Regions from separate parts of the Triticum aestivum genome. Here region 1 is linked to region 2. Evidence: chromatin contacts called from public Hi-C data. All regions are on one chromosome and are shown on one strand. Each heading gives the region's core, a stretch centred on a gene start, on an enhancer-like site or on the middle of the called end of the contact. The rest is flanking DNA. Distances are from core to core; before and after follow the strand shown. Region 1 holds the start of LOC123161245 (AAA-ATPase At3g50940). Region 2 has its middle 29 kb from the start of LOC123160077.

Region 1 (4,323 bases), core at 1,128-3,627, 140 kb after region 2:
GCCATGCTTGGTTAGGCCAACCCAATGAACTTGATTTTGTCCCTGTAAGCATTGTGACGGGTAATAAAGCTTTGCGGTTTGTCTCAAAAAAAAGCAACACAAAAGATCTAAAGATCAACAAGTTGACTGAGACTTCGCCACGCCTCAGTCGACCTTTTTTTAGCGCCCCCTTCTAATTATACCATAACTAATGTATTATTATTTATATGTTTTAATTAAGAAACTAAAAATTAAGTGATATTTATGAGAACTTTTTTAGCGGGTGAATATTTGTGAAAAACTTAATGTTCTCATTCCCATTATTTCAGCATAATATCATATTGTAATGATAAGACATGTACACATTTATTAAAGGCCTAGTCCGCGCAGTTGCGCGGGCCACTTTGGAAGTTAATAAATGAAAAACACAGTTCGGGCAAAACAAACCGAACCAGCCCGTCGTCGCGTACCCTTCACCTTCACCTTCTTCCAACTCAGTGTTGACAAAGGACAAGTGACGTCTAGTCTTGTGTGTTGTCTGGTCGTGTCCGGCTTGAGTTCTTGTTATAATGGGATGATCTAGCACGATTAATTTAATAGAGATCCTTGTTTAATAGGGATCCTTGCGTCGGCAGCATGCTTTCCAAGTAGATCGTCCATATGGGCGAAAGGATCGACACCGCCGTGATGTGGATCCAAGCAAACGATCGATGTCGAACCAGGGCTGAGACCACAAACCTGACTTGGCTACGCTCTCCTGGTGTTCTTTCAGTCTGTTCTTGTCTGCTGGCCAAGCCTTTTTTGCTGGGCAAACCAGATTTACTGCTCGGAACTCGCCACTTGGACGGGTGGTCTCCTCTCGTAAATGTAAAATACTACTAGTCCTACGTGTATAATTCGTGCCACCGTCCGATGCCACGTTCATCTGAACCGGAAACAGGTCCATCGATCATCATCCGCACACACCAGCTAAGCTAGGCCGCTGCCTGAGTTCACAATTATTGATGCCTTCCACCGCCTGACGAAACGGAGAACGGAGAATGGCTGCCCGCCTTTTGCAAACGGATAAAGTGAGAGTGGCGGTCAGTGTTTTACAATGATGTGCTCTCGTCGTTTGCACGTAGTGCAATGTACCATGTGGCACGAAAAGCACTACCTTTCTATACCTGTCCGTCCCCTTCAACAAACTTAATTTAACCCATGCGCGCGTCGATCTAACAATATCTTATGCCTGTCCGCGTGAGAGCATGTGATATCGTTTTGGCACCAAGTACGTGCTCGCCAGTTGTGTGGCCACACACACAAGAATACGTGGAAAAAAACCCACAAGAATACCTGAAACATTTATAATTGATCAGATCCCCCTGCAAGATCAGAACGGACGGACCACTTGGCATGAGTGGTAAGCTATATCAAAAACAATGAAAAAAAAAGATCAGAACGGACGGGCATGCTATTGCTAGGTCACTTACCGATGGACGACAAGAGGCAAATCCGAGTAGCTTTCGCACACGTCCTACTCAAGTCGATCGGGGCAGATCTACAAGCATGGATCGTGTAACATTTCAGAAAGCGCTATGCACTGAACCGGGCGATCCATGCCTGATTTCGACAAGTCGCTCAAGCTGCAGACCAGAAAACACTAGCCGCCCTGGCGTCTCCGTCCGAAAGAGCGGGGAGATTGCACCGGGCTCTTGCCGGATTCAGCACAGTGCCGGTCCATGTCACGCCCGTCGCTGTTCGTGCGGTGGCGGCACGGCGGCACCTACCTACCTCAGTTGCTCTCGACTGGACTCTCCAGTCCACTTGTAGCTTCGTTCACGGCCTCGAAAGAATCTTTCTGTAAACCATCATGTCCCTTTGGGCTCTGAACCTTTTCCAAAGCAAAAGGTGATCACCGAGGCACGACCGACGGTGCAACCGTCGTACTGCATTATTATCAGTGGACTGTGTGGACACGCCCCCGTCGACTCACCGTCGGTCCAGATCGAGGCCACGTACGGTGGTGGTGGTGCTCCTTCGTGCTTAATCCGTTGCTTAGCCGCCAAGGCGGTTGATCAAAGTGGTGTGTGTGCATGGACGGAAGGCACGACCGACCGACTACTCACCGTTAGCCAATCATCGCTCGGCTTGGAACGCACGACTGGCACGGAAGCCTCTCAGGTACATTTTCGCCACCTCACCGGCGTGCGGCGGGCCGACTCGTGTCATCGCCAGAAAGGCAGGGCGAAAGCAGCCGGGGAAGACGCCAAGAATGATGCGGCAGGCAGCGAAAGCCCAGCCGCCCCGCCCAGGCGTACGCACCGCACCACCCCCTCACCTCGCCAACTTTCCACATCCGGCGAACCGCCTCCCCCCGACCCGTCCCCTCCGGCGCCACCTATAAAAACCCACCACCACCACCACCTCCTCCTCATCCCACTCCACTCACATCACCACACAGCGCGCACCAGCACACACTGCACCCACTGACACTGTGACAAACCGACGCGCACCAAAGCTAAGCTGGCGGCGGCCATGGAGATGATACTGGACTGGCGCTCGGTGGGCTCGCTGATCGCCACGGTCATGGTGTTCCGAACGGCCATGCGGGACTTCATCCCGCCGGAGGCCGAGCAGTGGCTGCGGCGCCTGCTCGCGCGCCTCGCCGCCGCGTTCCGGGCGCCCACGGCCACCATCCTCATCGACGAGGCCGACGGCGCCAGCTCCGGCGCCACCAACGACCTCTACGACGCCGCGCAGCTCTACCTCGGCTCGCGCTGCCTCGCCGCCGCCCCCGCCGTGCGCCTCTACAAGCCGCGCCAGTCGGAGCGCGCCGTCGCCTCGCTCCCGGACTCGCACACCGCGGACGACACCTTCCAGGGCGTCCGTGTCAAGTGGACCTCCACCGCGCGCCCCGTCGAGCGCGGGGCCGGGCACAACCCCTACAACGTGTTCGGCAGCCGCGGCGGCGGTGCCGGCGGCGACCACCGCAGCCTCGAGCTCCAGTTCCCGCGCCAGCACCGCGACTTCGTGCACGACACCTACATCCCCCACATCATCGCCGAGGCCACCCGGATGCGGCTCAAGTCGCGGGAGCGCAGGCTCTACACCAACCGCGCCGCCGCGCCCGGCGACGACCACCACCGCCTCTGGACCTCCCACACCTTCTCCCACCCCTCCACCTTCGACACGCTCGCTGTCGACCCGGCGCTCCGCGAGGAGATCCGCGCCGACCTACTCCGCTTCGCCGCCCGCCGGGAGCACTACGCGCGCGTCGGCCGCGCCTGGAAGCGCGGGTACCTGCTCCACGGCCCGCCCGGCACCGGCAAGACCAGCCTCGTGGCCGCCATCGCCAACCTCCTCGAGTTCGACGTGTACGACCTGGAGCTCACCACGGTGCCCACCAACTCCCACCTCCGCCGCCTGCTCGTCTCCACCACGCCCAAGTCCGTCGTCGTCGTCGAGGACATCGACTGCTCCCTCGACCTCTCCGACCGCAAGAAGAACTCCGGCGGCGCCGACGAGGACAACGCGCAGCTGGCGATGCTCTCCCCGGCCGCCGCGGCGGCCATGGCGGCGATCGGGCGCGAGTCCATCAGCCTCTCCGGCGTCCTCAACTTCGTGGACGGGCTCTGGTCGTCCTGCGTGGGCGAGCGCCTGATGATCTTCACCACCAACCATCCGGAGCGGCTGGACCCGGCGCTGCTCCGCCCGGGCCGCATGGACCGCAAGATCGAGCTGGGCTACTGCACGCCCGCGGCGCTCCGCGTGCTCGCCAAGAACTACATCGGCGTCGGCGAGGACCCCATGGACGAGCCCGACACTGTGGTGGACGGCCTCATGGCCGAGGCCGAGGGCCTGCTCGCCGCCGACGTGCGCATCACGCCGGCAGACATCGGCGAGGTGTTCATGGGTTGCGACGGCGCGGGCGCCTCCGCCGCGCTGAGGAGGCTTGTCGGGGAGCTGCGCGGCAGGAGAGACACGCCGGCCGTCGACACGGTGCAGCCCGGTGCATTGACAGAGGAGAAGATGGAGTGAGGCGGATCAGAGACACAGAGATTGACCAGTAGTAGGTGGCTTGTTGCTGCATTGCCCGGAGAATTGCAGATGAAATTAACTTCAATAATTCCCTGATATCAGCACCAGATCGATCGTTGTTTACGTGTTCGCGTCATCGTGTTGCGGGGTTTGCATACAAGTGGCTGCTTGATCATCGAATTCGGTAGATCCTATTGTAGGTTTTTTGTTGCCCGGGAGTATAATATAAGTAGTACTATAATAAAGTTAAGCTCAGAAGAAAAAGCAGTGTCATAAAGTTTCTTCCGTCTTTTGTAAGCACCATGTTCTTGGATTTTTGTTTGA
Region 2 (4,163 bases), core at 710-3,209:
GGGAATCTTTTACTAACAAAGTGGTGACGACTACTCAAAATTAAGAAAGTGTGGGAGATTTTTTTGCCTTAGACTTCAAAATTTTAAGAAGTAACCATTTGAGAGTTACGGCTAGCTGCATGTCAGATAGCTTTTTTTAAAAGTTCGGATAGAGATGTTGTAATTCTAGCATTCCTGATCCGAAAAAGTGAAAATGGCGATTTAAAGCAAAAGTGCCTTTCTCCTCCCGAGCTCAAATGAGCTAGGTGAACAGTAAAATCAAAAAAAAAAATAAACTATTTTTTAGGGGAGTGGGGGGGGGGGGGGGGGCGGACACTGACTAAGTTCAAAGTGGTCGCAAAAATTCATCATGGAATCACATTCCTGTAAGGCGTGGCAAAAAAAAAAAACAAATTCTGTGCTTCAAAATGCTTTTGAAAGTAGTATTTCCAGAGCACAGTTTTTTTTGTCAAGCCTTTTAGGAAAGTGATTTCATGATGAATTTTACAAGCACTTAAAACTTTTGTCAATGTTTCTTCAATTTGTTTTTATTTTTTTATTTTACTGTTCACCTTTGAGCTCCGGAGCAGCGACAATGCATGGAATATGCCTAAAAAAGGCCAAATTAGTAAATGGAAAACACAGTGCAGAAAAGGAGAAAAGGCCAAATTAATAAATGAAAAACACAGTTCAGAAAAGGACAAACCAAATCGAACCAGTCCGTCGTCGCGTACTCTTCACCCTCTTCCAACCCGACGTTGACAACTGACGTCCAGGCTTGTGTGTTGTCTGGTCGTGTCCGGCTTGAGCTCTTGTTATAATGGGATGATCTAGCAAGATTAATTTTTAATTTTAATAGAGCTCCTGGCGTCGGCAGCATGCTTTGCAAGTAGACCGTCCAAAGGGGCGAAAGGAGCGACACCGGCCGCCGTGGTGTGGATTCAAGCAGACGATCGAGGTCGAACCAGGGTTGAGACCACAAACCTGATTTGGCAACGCTCTCCTGGTGCTCGTTTAGAGAGTGGCTCTGTTCCTGTTTCCTCTCCGAACCAAGGGTGCCGCTCCAACGCAGCCAGGGAAGCCCTTGAGCGGTTGAGCCTATCCACTGCAAGTCCATCTGCATGTACCGCCCGAAGCGAAGTTGTGCTAGCTGGGCGGCAGGGTGCAGCAAGCAAGCACGTACCAAGTGTGGCAAGCGCCAAGCGCCAAGTGGGAGTCACGTACGCCTGTCCAACAAAATACGTGTTGGGCTGGGCGTGCCTCGGTTCGTGCCATGCACCGCCCATGGCCGCGAGCACGCAGGTACGACGACACGTCCATCTGCACCGGAGAAATCCATCCACCGATCATCATCCGCACTGCGCGCAGAGGACGGTCGTCGACCCGCAGGCCGTGCTCGCCGCCATGCATATGTTCCAATTATTGGCGCCTTCGATCAGCTGACAAAATGGGAAACGGAAGAATGGGCGTATGGTGTTACATGACGTGCTCGTCGATCGTCTGCACTGCACTTACAATGTACCATGTGGCACGAAAGGTACCTTTCCACCTGTCCCCTTCAGCAAACCTGAATTCTTCATTGCTTGTTTAGCACTATATACTACGTATATTAAGCGGTGAGAGCAGGTGATATATTTTGGCAAGGAGTTCTTGCATCATACATTCAGATGCTATATATAATTGACCAGATAAATCAGAACGGACGGTCACGCTAGCTCACGTACCGACGGACGACAACAGGCAAATCTGAGTAGCTTTCATGCACGTCGTGCTCAAAATCGATCGGGGCAGATCTACAAGTATCCCTTAACATTTCAGAAAGCACTATACATACATCGAACCGGTCGGTCCATGCTTGAGGCCACCTGATCAAGTTGCAGACCTGAAAACATTGGTCCGTCTCGGCGTCTCTGTCCGGAAGAGCGAGCAAGGAGATCTGCATCGGGCGGCCTCTTGCCGGGTTCAGCACAGTGCCCGTCCCTCTCACGCCGTCGCTGTTCCGTGTGGTGGCGGCACCTACCTACCTCAGTTGCTCTCGTGCCACCACTCCACTAACTCTGTTTGTTTACGGCCTTGAGGAATCTGTGAATGTAAACCATCATGTCCCTTTGAGCTCTGGACCTTTTCCTCCTGAAAGCAAAAGGCAGAGCCGTCTCGCCGTACGTGCACCACCGACGGTGGAACCCTCGTATGTTCTAATCCTCGGCCGGACTCCATCATTGGACACACTCCCCATCCACCTCGATCAATCTCACACGGTTCATCGTCGGCCAAGATCAGCGCCACGTATGGTGGTGGTGCTCGTACGTGCTGAATCCGTTATTTAGCTGCAAGGGTTTGTTTTCGGAAACACTAACGCCCATACGTGTGAGCGTTTCCCAACTCGCCCACACGATTGGATGGTCGTTCACTGTCTTTTGCACGAATCTTGACATGAAAAGGTGGATTTGGTGTGCCACGTAGGACAAGTCCCGTGTGTGGCGTGTAGGTAGTTCGTCCGCACGCTGGTTTTTTCTTCGAGGTCAGCGGTTGCGAGTCGGGGCGTGCGGTGGAACTGCCGTCGCGCCCGCACGCCACGCCCGACTGCGGTTGCTGTCTTCCACGACTTGCCACTCGCGCTCCCCTCACGCTTCATTACTCCCCTCCCATTCATTACTCCCCAACCCACCATCCACACCAGTTGCATTCGATTGAGGAGAAACCGAGAGGAGAAGGCGACGGCGGCGGCGGAAGAGTCGACCGCATTCGCGGCCATTGGTGGGGTTCGCCGGACCGTAGCGTCGTCGCCGGAGCAGACACATATTGAAGGTAAGGCTCCCTCCGTGCTCACATTCCTGCATGCGATTTCTGCCGTCCTCCCTCTGTGGTCAATTTCCCCTCGAGTTTCCTCGAGATTCCGGCCGATTCGCGGTGCTCCGGCTTCCCCGTCGGCGGTGGAGTCACGTGCTTGCCATTTAGGGTGGCATTGCGCAGTTTCGTCGCCGCCGCGGTGGCAGTCATACCGGTGTGGCTCGCCCGGTCCGCAGCCGCATCTGTATCTTTCCTGTGTTTGTGCGGGATTTTCTAGATGTTAGTTCTGATTTTGCCTCGAAATGCTATGGCCATCAGTGTAGGGCGCTTTTTGTTGTTGAATTCAGGGTATGATAGTTGCGATTGAACCCTAGATCTAGTTAGGTGCATTTCAAACTGAATTATAATGGCGGTCATGGCATTTTCAACAACTACCATCACTGATGGCAACTAATTTTCTGAATCAACCGTGTCAGTTGCCATGTCAGTTGTAGGATAATGTCAGTTTGTGAGATCCAATTTAGGGAGTAGTTTTTGTGTATGATTTCTACCTCTAGGTAGTTGCATACTTAAGTGTGTGATCATGGCAGTCATGGCAATTTTCATTGCATTTGTTTACCCACGACTATGCTTCCAAGTGGCAACTAATTTTGTGAATACACCATGCCTGTTGCCATGTCATATGCAGGATAATGGCAAATTGACTGTACGATAGACTCAATTGTGTTTGCCATGCTGACTTGTATTACATGGCAACTCATTTTTATATGAGGCAAGAGTGTTAGTTGCCACATTATATGTTGTGCAGTGGAAGTTGTCTGCCCTTTTTTGAAGTGCCTTGTGTTAACATGGCAACTTTAACCTAGAAGATGTGATATGTACATTTTATGAAGCCAATGTGTTAGTTGCCACATTTCATGTTGGACAATCCTAGGGGGTGGGTGTTCCTATGCTCCGCCTCATTTGCCACTTTCATTGGAGCCAACATGGCAAGTAGATTCTGCTAGCTGGCAACTGCTTCCTTTAGAAACACATACACGTCCAGTTGCCATGTTTCTGCAATTGCTTTTCCATTTGATTATTTTTCTGCCTTTTTGTGCATATTCAGCACATGGCAATTACTGCCCTCTTCAGATGCTTAAACTTTGGGGCAACCATGGAGTTTTCATTTTTGTTCGTTGACGATATCCAATGAATATTTTACTTTATGCATTTCTTTCCGTATCCGTCAGCTGTGTTTTCATTTCACCCTAACGTGTGTTTTGTTCTTACCGTAGCACAATGGCTCGCGGCAACCATCAAGATGATGATGATGACTTTATGGAGGTACCGCAACAGAATCACGCAACTTGTCGGACAAAAGATGGCGATGAGCTCACTTTCCACCCCCATAT

The links. A called contact is a pair of places that touch in the nucleus more often than the background predicts.
Region 1: a Hi-C map of leaf shows a contact between it and region 2, with 7 times the contacts expected there. The contact joins the promoter of LOC123161245 here to the enhancer-like site in region 2. A contact is called at or near these places in 3 of 5 Hi-C or Micro-C datasets (leaf and root) and 1 of 1 datasets of contacts at active chromatin or transcription factors (leaf).

Annotation. Positions count from the first base shown.
Region 1 is chr7B:584,629,903-584,634,225 of IWGSC CS RefSeq v2.1, forward strand. LOC123161245 (AAA-ATPase At3g50940) reads left to right here and starts at 2,378. Exons shown (of 1, transcript XM_044579102.1): 1 at 2,378-4,320. The coding sequence starts at 2,497. The coding sequence ends at 3,999.
Region 2 is chr7B:584,487,537-584,491,699 of IWGSC CS RefSeq v2.1, forward strand. No RefSeq gene overlaps it. Among protein-coding and RNA genes, the nearest start is that of LOC123160077, 29 kb to the left of the region's middle. Within about 2 kb of position 1,960, at least 1 of the 8 cell types and tissues checked has an H3K27ac peak or open chromatin away from gene starts, as enhancers often do. A contact at or near this core is called in leaf, where this site is marked.